Linked DNA regions of Anas platyrhynchos: region 2 is linked to region 1. Evidence: chromatin contacts called from public Hi-C data. All regions are on one chromosome and are shown on one strand. Each heading gives the region's core, a stretch centred on a gene start, on an enhancer-like site or on the middle of the called end of the contact. The rest is flanking DNA. Distances are from core to core; before and after follow the strand shown.

The links. A called contact is a pair of places that touch in the nucleus more often than the background predicts.
Region 2: a Hi-C map of skeletal muscle shows a contact between it and region 1, with 2.0 times the contacts expected there. The contact joins the promoter of IRS2 here to the enhancer-like site in region 1. A contact is called at or near these places in 3 of 8 Hi-C or Micro-C datasets (skeletal muscle and subcutaneous adipose tissue).

What each region holds. Positions count from the first base shown.
Region 1 is chr1:145,703,730-145,707,748 of IASCAAS_PekinDuck_T2T, reverse strand. The region is part of intron 27 of MYO16 (myosin XVI); the gene reads right to left. Among named protein-coding and RNA genes, the nearest start is that of MYO16, 300 kb to the right of the region's middle. Within about 2 kb of position 2,723, at least 1 of the 8 cell types and tissues checked has an H3K27ac peak or open chromatin away from gene starts, as enhancers often do.
Region 2 is chr1:146,045,188-146,049,133 of IASCAAS_PekinDuck_T2T, reverse strand. IRS2 (insulin receptor substrate 2) reads left to right here and starts at 2,398. Exons shown (of 2, transcript XM_038173343.2): 1 at 2,398-3,946. The coding sequence starts at 2,775.

The DNA of each region.
Region 1 (4,019 bases), core at 1,474-3,973:
TTATTTTGAATATAACCTACTTCTTCCTAAGTTAGCTACTGAAAAGCTGTGCTCCTAGTCTGAGTTAGCCACCTAAATCTCACAACAGACTGTGAAGATAAGGTTTTTCCATTGGGTGATTTGTTCTATGCATCCTAGACATTTTTCTTAAAATGAGAAGAGATTGCCCTCTGGAGGTGCTCTTCTCTACTGACCACAGATGGACTTGAGAGAAGTCCAGACTGGAGGCCTGCATTTTGGGTGGCTGAGAGGGCTCTCACTCTGTATCTACTTGTCTGACTGACTGACTCATCTGCTGAGTGGGCCTAAGAGAACTTCCTTATTTCTCCTCTCTGTCTTTTTCAAATTTGTTGGCTATCTATGCACCTAGAATGAAAAAACAAAAACAAACAAACAAACAAAAAAACTACTTTTAGACTTGGTATCATCATCTGCCATCTCAGATCAATCACTTTAATCTTGTATATGACTGTTTAGACAAAAACTACATAAAATTTGTAGCTATTTTTCTCCGCCAGAATGTTTCCCTGGTTGATTTGATTTTCAGCACAATACTGATACAAATATCAGTACTGACACCAGAGTAGTAATGGGAATGGAGAAGCAGGGATGAGCAGCCTATATCTGTTGGTGGCAGCCCAAATTTGTCCTGGACAAAAGTGGCGTTGTAATTATAAGCTTATTTGACTTTTTTTCATAGCTAATTTTAAATGAATTAAAGCATTTAAATTTTCTTTATTTTGTTTTTCCTTCTGGAGGTATAACCAAACATGTAATCTATGGCTTTGTGATTTTTTCTTGTATTTTAAACTTGCTATTCCCTTCAGGAAGCATTTTGTTAAAAAGAAAGCAAAATAAAATTGATAATAAACTGAGATATAAAACAAAACACAAAAAAACTTGTAAAAAACAATATTATTATCAAAACACAAAATTATTTATATTTAGCATATCAGATACTTTCTACTGTGAATGGAAGCTTGTGTTGCCATACAGACACAATAATTTAATGTCCTGTTAAATTTAACACTTTCATGGTCTCAAGAATAACAAAAGAACTTACTATTTATCATATTTACTGTATCATAGTAAAATCATAATAAAAATACTGAATTTATGGTGTAGGCTTGTACAGATAAACTTGAGTTATGTGCAAACACTGAGGTTTGCTTCTGGGGAAATGCAATCTGTAGAGTCTTTGAAAACCTTCCCTTACCAGAGAATTCTGCTAGCAATGTAACCTTAGTTCACTCTTAGGTAAACGAACAACCCAATTAAATACTAGGCTTCTTCTCACTGACAGGTCATATATTTTCCCCACATAAATAACGCAGAATATATTTGTAAGGCTTTAGAGGCGATCCCGAGAAACCTAGTGAGCTACCTTGCTAAAAAAGACTTCAATGAGGTGAAATACATTTCAGCTAAACTTCCATTGATGAATTAGTTGTGTAGACTTTCTTAAAAGTCAATAGAAGATGCTATTTGAGTGTCATATACTCTGTTGTAACACTGATCCTTAAAATAGTTCAGATAAATTTTGCACTGTATGACCCCATTTCTTTCCACTGAGTATAAAAATAGGGTATGTATGTTCCCAATTCCAGCATAGACATGTACCGTTAGACAAAGTGAGTCCCTTTCCTAGGAAAGTAGAGAGGCTGATAAAAAGCAAGATCTCATGGCCTAGCCAGAGCAATTTATTCACTAATGGATCCAAAACAAAATAAAAACCAGGCAGATTTAAAGGATTAAATTGACTCTATACTCCTCCGCCACCATGTAAACACTAACAGTGTGCATTAGGAAATGCAAGACCACTTGCACCCTCCTTCCAGTTACAAATTATCATCAGGGAGCTCTCCCAGTCTTCATCCTCTCTACAGGAAACCAGTGTGTGTTTACCTCACCTTCATCCTTAGCACTGTCCTCTTCCCAACCTGTAAGTTTAACACAACAGAAGAAAGCTTTTGGCTAGACAGGTTGGCACTGTGAGCATGGTCTGGCTGGAACCCTCTGGTGTCATAGAACTTGTGCTCTAACCTCTTTTCTTTCACTTCTCAGTTTTGCTCTTTATCATGAAGATTTTTCGATTGTTTGGACTAGACACTACTGCCAATGCCTTCAGGTAGTTTGTGAATATGGAAAACTCAGTTCTCTTGAGTCTTCAAAGATGAGTGTTATCTGATCATTTTCTCCTTCACTTCCCTAAGTACACAACTGACAAGATCCAACAGGCTGCTTTTTTTTCTTCTTTTTTTATATTTTTTTTCTTTGGTAGAATATTCCTGAGTTCAGGTTATGGCACAGTAACCCACAGTCATACTCTCAGGCTCAGCACATTATTTGATTTACATGGAGTGTGCACAAATAGGCGGTAGGGCTGTACTCCCAGTTCTGTATACACAGCAAATCTTTAAGCATCGGAATAAACACCACACACTCAATTTCAATAGAACATCAACATGATAGAAGACACTAATGGAAAGAACATTGCAAGTACAAAGGGCACAAAAACAAGCAGCTCCAAATCAACAGCTTACACAAACCACATTGGTGTCCTTGAACTGATGCCTCAAAAATACCTTTTTTTCCTCTCTCTCTCTTTTTTTTTTTTTTTTCTTTTCTCCTCTTTGTTTGATTTTGCTATTCTATTTCTCGGGGCTTTCTCCCGCTTAGCCAAGAAAGAACAAAGTTAGAGATATCTACTGAGCGCAGTCCAATGTCCTCAGTAAGAGGATAGCTTTGAATACCAGAACTCCAATCTTTCCTGAAAGCAACTCCTTCTCTCCATGTCTTTGTCTTGTTGTTTCAGAAATGAAAATCACATATGGCTGGCATGCAGCTGCCTCATAGCAGTGCTAAGTAATGTAGTTTTAAGTGGTAAATATCCAAACACAGCTTATGCAAAGAAAAATAGTCAGTCCTGCCAGTGTAATTCATTATGTTGCCGTTTCGTTTTCTCTTTCTTTTGTTTACTATGCTGTATTCTGTTTGCCAAGTTAAAATGGCATGATTCAGTAAGATCTATTCAAAAGGTAGTGAATAAAAGAAGGCAATCCAAATTAACCTGTATAATGTATTTCTGCTAAAAGAAATGTAAAAATTGTCATCACAAAGGAGTAAAAACAGGTTGCGCTGTCTTACTAAATTCTCTTTTCTTCCTTTCTAAACTTCTTTTTTTCCTTTGACAACCAGTAACAGATTGATGTATTATTATGTCTGTGAAATATGTGAAAGAGATGGACTTTGTTTGCAAAACTTGTCACTATGTGCTCATAACTCAAGATCTTTAGTTTTGTTTGTTTGGATTTGGGGAGGATGGGGAGAGTGGGTTAGGCATGGCTTGTATTTGAAAAATCTATCAAGTGAGAGCTGAAATATCTAGAGGATCTATCTACTGCAGAGAGAAACCTATCCTTTTCAAGGGAAGGTAAGACATTTGGAAACGTTTCAAGTGATAGAAACTTTGTAAAAACAGTCACCAGAAAAGAATAGGATGGAATTTTGATTAATGTTATGTGTATACATGTATAAAGGATACATAGTCATTCTAGTTCCCTGTTATATCTTTTTTTTTTTCTTTTTAATTAAGGAATAACCTAATTATCTTTGAAATATGAGGAACAAGGGAAATTCCAGATAATTAGAAAAGGTGAAATAGAGTATTATGGTTTCCAAGAAAAGAAAAGAGATTTTGCCAATCTCTGTGCAATATATAAAATATAAATATATTGTTATACAGCATAAATATTAACACTTAAATCAGGTATTCAAAATTTGAGATAGAATAAACCCTTGACAGACATGAATAAAAAGATGCCTTTATAAAAACAGATTATAGCAGAGAAAAGAGATTGCATTTGGGGCTTATTTGGTAGAAGTACGAAAATACAAGATAAGAGGACTGTAAGTTTCACCTTTATGTAACACAACAGTTTTGGACTGAGTCTGCTTCATACAGACTTACAGAGATAATCCGCATAGGTGTGGACATGAACATACATGCATGAAGTGCA
Region 2 (3,946 bases), core at 1,149-3,648, 340 kb before region 1:
AAGAGACTTCAAGCTAGAAGATAAATGTGTTGAAACAGAGATGGGGCAGGGTGATATGACAGAAGAAAAGGAATGGGAGAGGTAAAACAAGATTGTTTTTTCTTTCATCATGATGGAATTATTCTTTGGAGATGATTTAAGCAAACATCCTCTGGCAAATCTATTGCAGTTACTGAAGATGCTGCTGTCCCTATTTGCCACCCTGTGTTCTTCCTGAGATGGCTCAGTGGAACAGGAGAACAAGTGCTATGCTTCAGCCACCCAAATTCATAGCCTGCCTCATTGGAAATTAAAAAAATTAAAGCTAGTATGCCACACGACACATGGAAATGGCTGATGCATAAGATATGCCAGCCTGTAGGGACAGTGAACTGTGGCAGAGAGATGGGATGGAGCAGTGGTGCTTGTCCATTTGTTTCAATTAAATGCCCCCGTAATTACACTGAAATGACTGGGAAAACTTTCCAGAAGGGGGTATAGTTTTGAAAAACAATTCAGAGGAGTTCAAAGCAAACTCTGAATGAGGTAGATCACCTATGTAAACTAGAGTCATTCATTCTAGAGGGTCGGTCATGCAACAATAGTTGTGATTTTGTTGTTGTTGTTGTTGTTTTTACCTGAAGTTTATGCACACCTGAGAACCACTTCCTGTGTTTTGAAACAGTTATACATGAAAAACAAAACAAAAACAAACAAAATGTTATTTTAGGGGAAAAAAAAAAAAAAGCTTGTTATGCATCAGCCACTGCTAAAATTAAATGATACAGATACTCTTTATATCAATGTCAATATAGAAATCAATCCTGATTGCTAGTCTATCTCAATGCCTGTCATACAAATTGTTTGCTTAGTTCTGCTGTTAGTCAGTACATCAAAACGTTTATTGAACGTATCGTAATGACTTACATATATGAAAATACCATTTAGACAAATGAATATTCATCTTCTTTAGCATGTCAGATGTAAGAATGCGTGCGTAAGGTCACCGAGTGTATTTCATAAACGTCTGGAAAAATCTTTCCAAATTTGCAAGGGGTTTCCAGACAAATGACTCCTGATGGCGTTTACGGGCCCAGCTCGCTCGGAGCAGCAAGAAATTGCTCACCTAACGCCCCTGAAGCCTGCAGCTGACAGCCTAGCGGTAGCACAGCCACTGCGCCTGATTTTCCATGGGAAACCTTCCGCGCTGAGGTCCGCTGTGCCATCGCAACGCGTCATCTAAAATTCACAATTCCCTGCCTCTTCCACGCATTTTCCAGACGCGGGAGCCGTCGCCCGTTGCCAGGACAGCGAGCGGGGTCAGCACGCCTTGCTTTCGGCTGGGACGCGGGGAGATGGTGAGGACCTTGCCCAGGGTGACCCGCTGCATCAGCAGCGTACAGCGGGCACCCCGGGGAGAGAGGTCAAGGCCTCGCCCCCCCCACCTCCTGCCTTTCTCCCCTTGCTTCCCCAAAAAATAAAACACAACCCAAACCCCGCCAGCTCCCAGCCAAGCCGCTCCATGGCAGCCTCCCAGCGCTAGGCACCACCGCGGTGGTCTCCCCCTGCCTCTCCCCCTCCTTCCCTCAGCTGCTCATTGCCAAAGGAGGCTGCGGGCAGCTTGCCTCCCCCCTCCTCCATCCCCTTTTATTTATTTATTTTTAAAATTTGCGTGACCCCAGCCTCACTTTCCTCCCCTCTGTCCGTGCGTGTACAAGAGGCGGGGGCACCCCCACTTAGGGAAAGGCGTGAGCCCCGCGGCGTTAAACCCCACTTTATTGCATTTATCGCACATATATATATAAATATATATATATATATATATATATATATATATATATGTATATATGCGGTCCCCGCTCCGGGCGGCGTTTCCCCACCACACGCAGATAACGGGGCGGAGGAGGGAAGGAGAGAAAAAGGAGGGGAGGGGGGGGCGTGAGGTGGGCGCCGCTCTGCGTGCGTGCGTGGGGAGGGCTGACGCACACACACACGCGTGTGAGGGGCTGAGTGTGTGAGGAGGCAGGAGGAGGGGCGGCGGGCACACGCACACGCCCGGAAGCCCGGCTCCGGGGGCGCCGCCACCTGCCGGCAGCCCCCCCACAGCCCGCTGCGGCTTCAGGGGTGCGGAGGGGCGAGCCCGCGGCCACCCTGCCCCTCACGCCCCGCCAACGGTCGCAACGGTCCCCGAGGCGGGCACGCTCCGGGGGCGGGGCGGGGCCGGGTCCCGCCGCCGCCGCGGGCGGCGCCTGAGGGGAGCCGGGGGCCGTGGGCGGGAAGGGGCCCGCCGGCGGGGGCGGGGGGAGGCGAGGCTCCCGGCGGCCAATGGCAGCGCGCCGCCTCTGGGCTCGGCGCCCGCCCCGCCGCGCGATTGGCGGCGGCGGCTGTCGCTCTGGCGGCGCGGCGGCCAATGAGGGGCGGCGGCGGCGGCGGCGGGGTGCCGCCCCCGGCGCGGTGTGTGAGCGCCTCGGTAACTGGGCGGTCACGTGTTGTTTTGCTCTTTAGTTGGGGCACTCGGTGCGCGATGCGTTACTCACTGCCACGCTCCCGCCGGCGCAGGCAGCACCAGCGGCAGCGGCAGCGCGGCGAGCTGGGAAGCGCTCGCAGCGCCGGCACCAGCAGCAGCAGCAGCAGGAGCAGCGCTGCCGGCAGCTCAGCCGGGGCAGCAGCAGCAAGAGCAGCAGGAGCCGGAGCCGCTGCCTCCTCCTCCTCGTCCTCCTCCTCCTAGCGCGGTGTCCCCGCCGAGGGCGCCCGTCCCGGCCCGGCGCAGGCAGGCAGCCGCCTGGGGGCCGGGGATGGCGAGCCCCGCCGTGCTGGGTCCTTCGGGCTCGCCGCCCGGCCCCAACCTGAACAACAACAACAACAACAACCAGGGCGTGAGGAAGTGCGGCTACCTGCGCAAGCAGAAGCACGGCCACAAGCGCTTCTTCGTGCTGCGGGGGCCGGGCGGCGGGGAGGAGGCGGGGGGCGCCCGGCTGGAGTACTACGAGAGCGAGAAGAAATGGAGGAACAAGTCCGGGGCGCCCAAGCGGGTGATCGCCCTGGACTCGTGCCTCAACATCAACAAGCGCGCCGACGCCAAGCACAAGTACCTGATCGCCCTCTACACCAAGGACGAGTACTTCGCCGTGGCGGCCGAGAACGAGCAGGAGCAGGAGGGCTGGTACCGGGCGCTCACCGACCTGCTGAGCGAGGGCAAGGCGGCCGGGCAGGGCTCGCCGCGCCGCCACCTCCCGTCGCCCTTCGCCGCCTCCTGCAGCGCCGCCGCCGCCGCCGCCTCCTCCTCGCTGGCGGCCGGCGGCGAGGAGCTGGGCTACGGGCTGGTGGCGCCGGCCGCCGCCGCCTACCGGGAGGTCTGGCAGGTGACGCTGAAGCCCAAGGGCTTGGGGCAGAGCAAGAACCTGACGGGCGTGCACCGGCTGTGCCTGTCGGCCCGCACCATCGGCTTCGTGCGGCTCAACTGCGAGCTGCCGGCGGTCACGCTGCAGCTGATGAACATCCGGCGCTGCGGCCACTCGGACAGCTTCTTCTTCATCGAGGTGGGGCGCTCGGCCGCCACCGGGCCCGGCGAGCTGTGGATGCAGGCGGACGACTCGGTGGTGGCGCAGAACATCCACGAGACCATCCTGGAGGCCATGAAGGCGCTGAAGGAGCTGTCCGAGTTCCGGCCCCGCAGCAAGAGCCAGTCCTCCTCCTCCTCCTCCTCCGGCGGGGCGGGCGGCGGCGGCGGCTGCGCCCCGTCCTCGGCCACCCACCCCATCACCGTGCCCGGCCGCCGCCACCACCACCACCCCCACCACCACCCCCACCACCACCTGGTCAACCTGCCCCCCAGCCAGACCGGGCTGCTGCGCCGCTCCCGCACCGACAGCCTGGCCGCCGGCCCCAAGTGCACGCCCTGCAGGGTGCGGACGGCCAGCGAGGGCGACGGCTGCCGGGTGGGCTCCGCCGCCGGCAGCCCCATGAG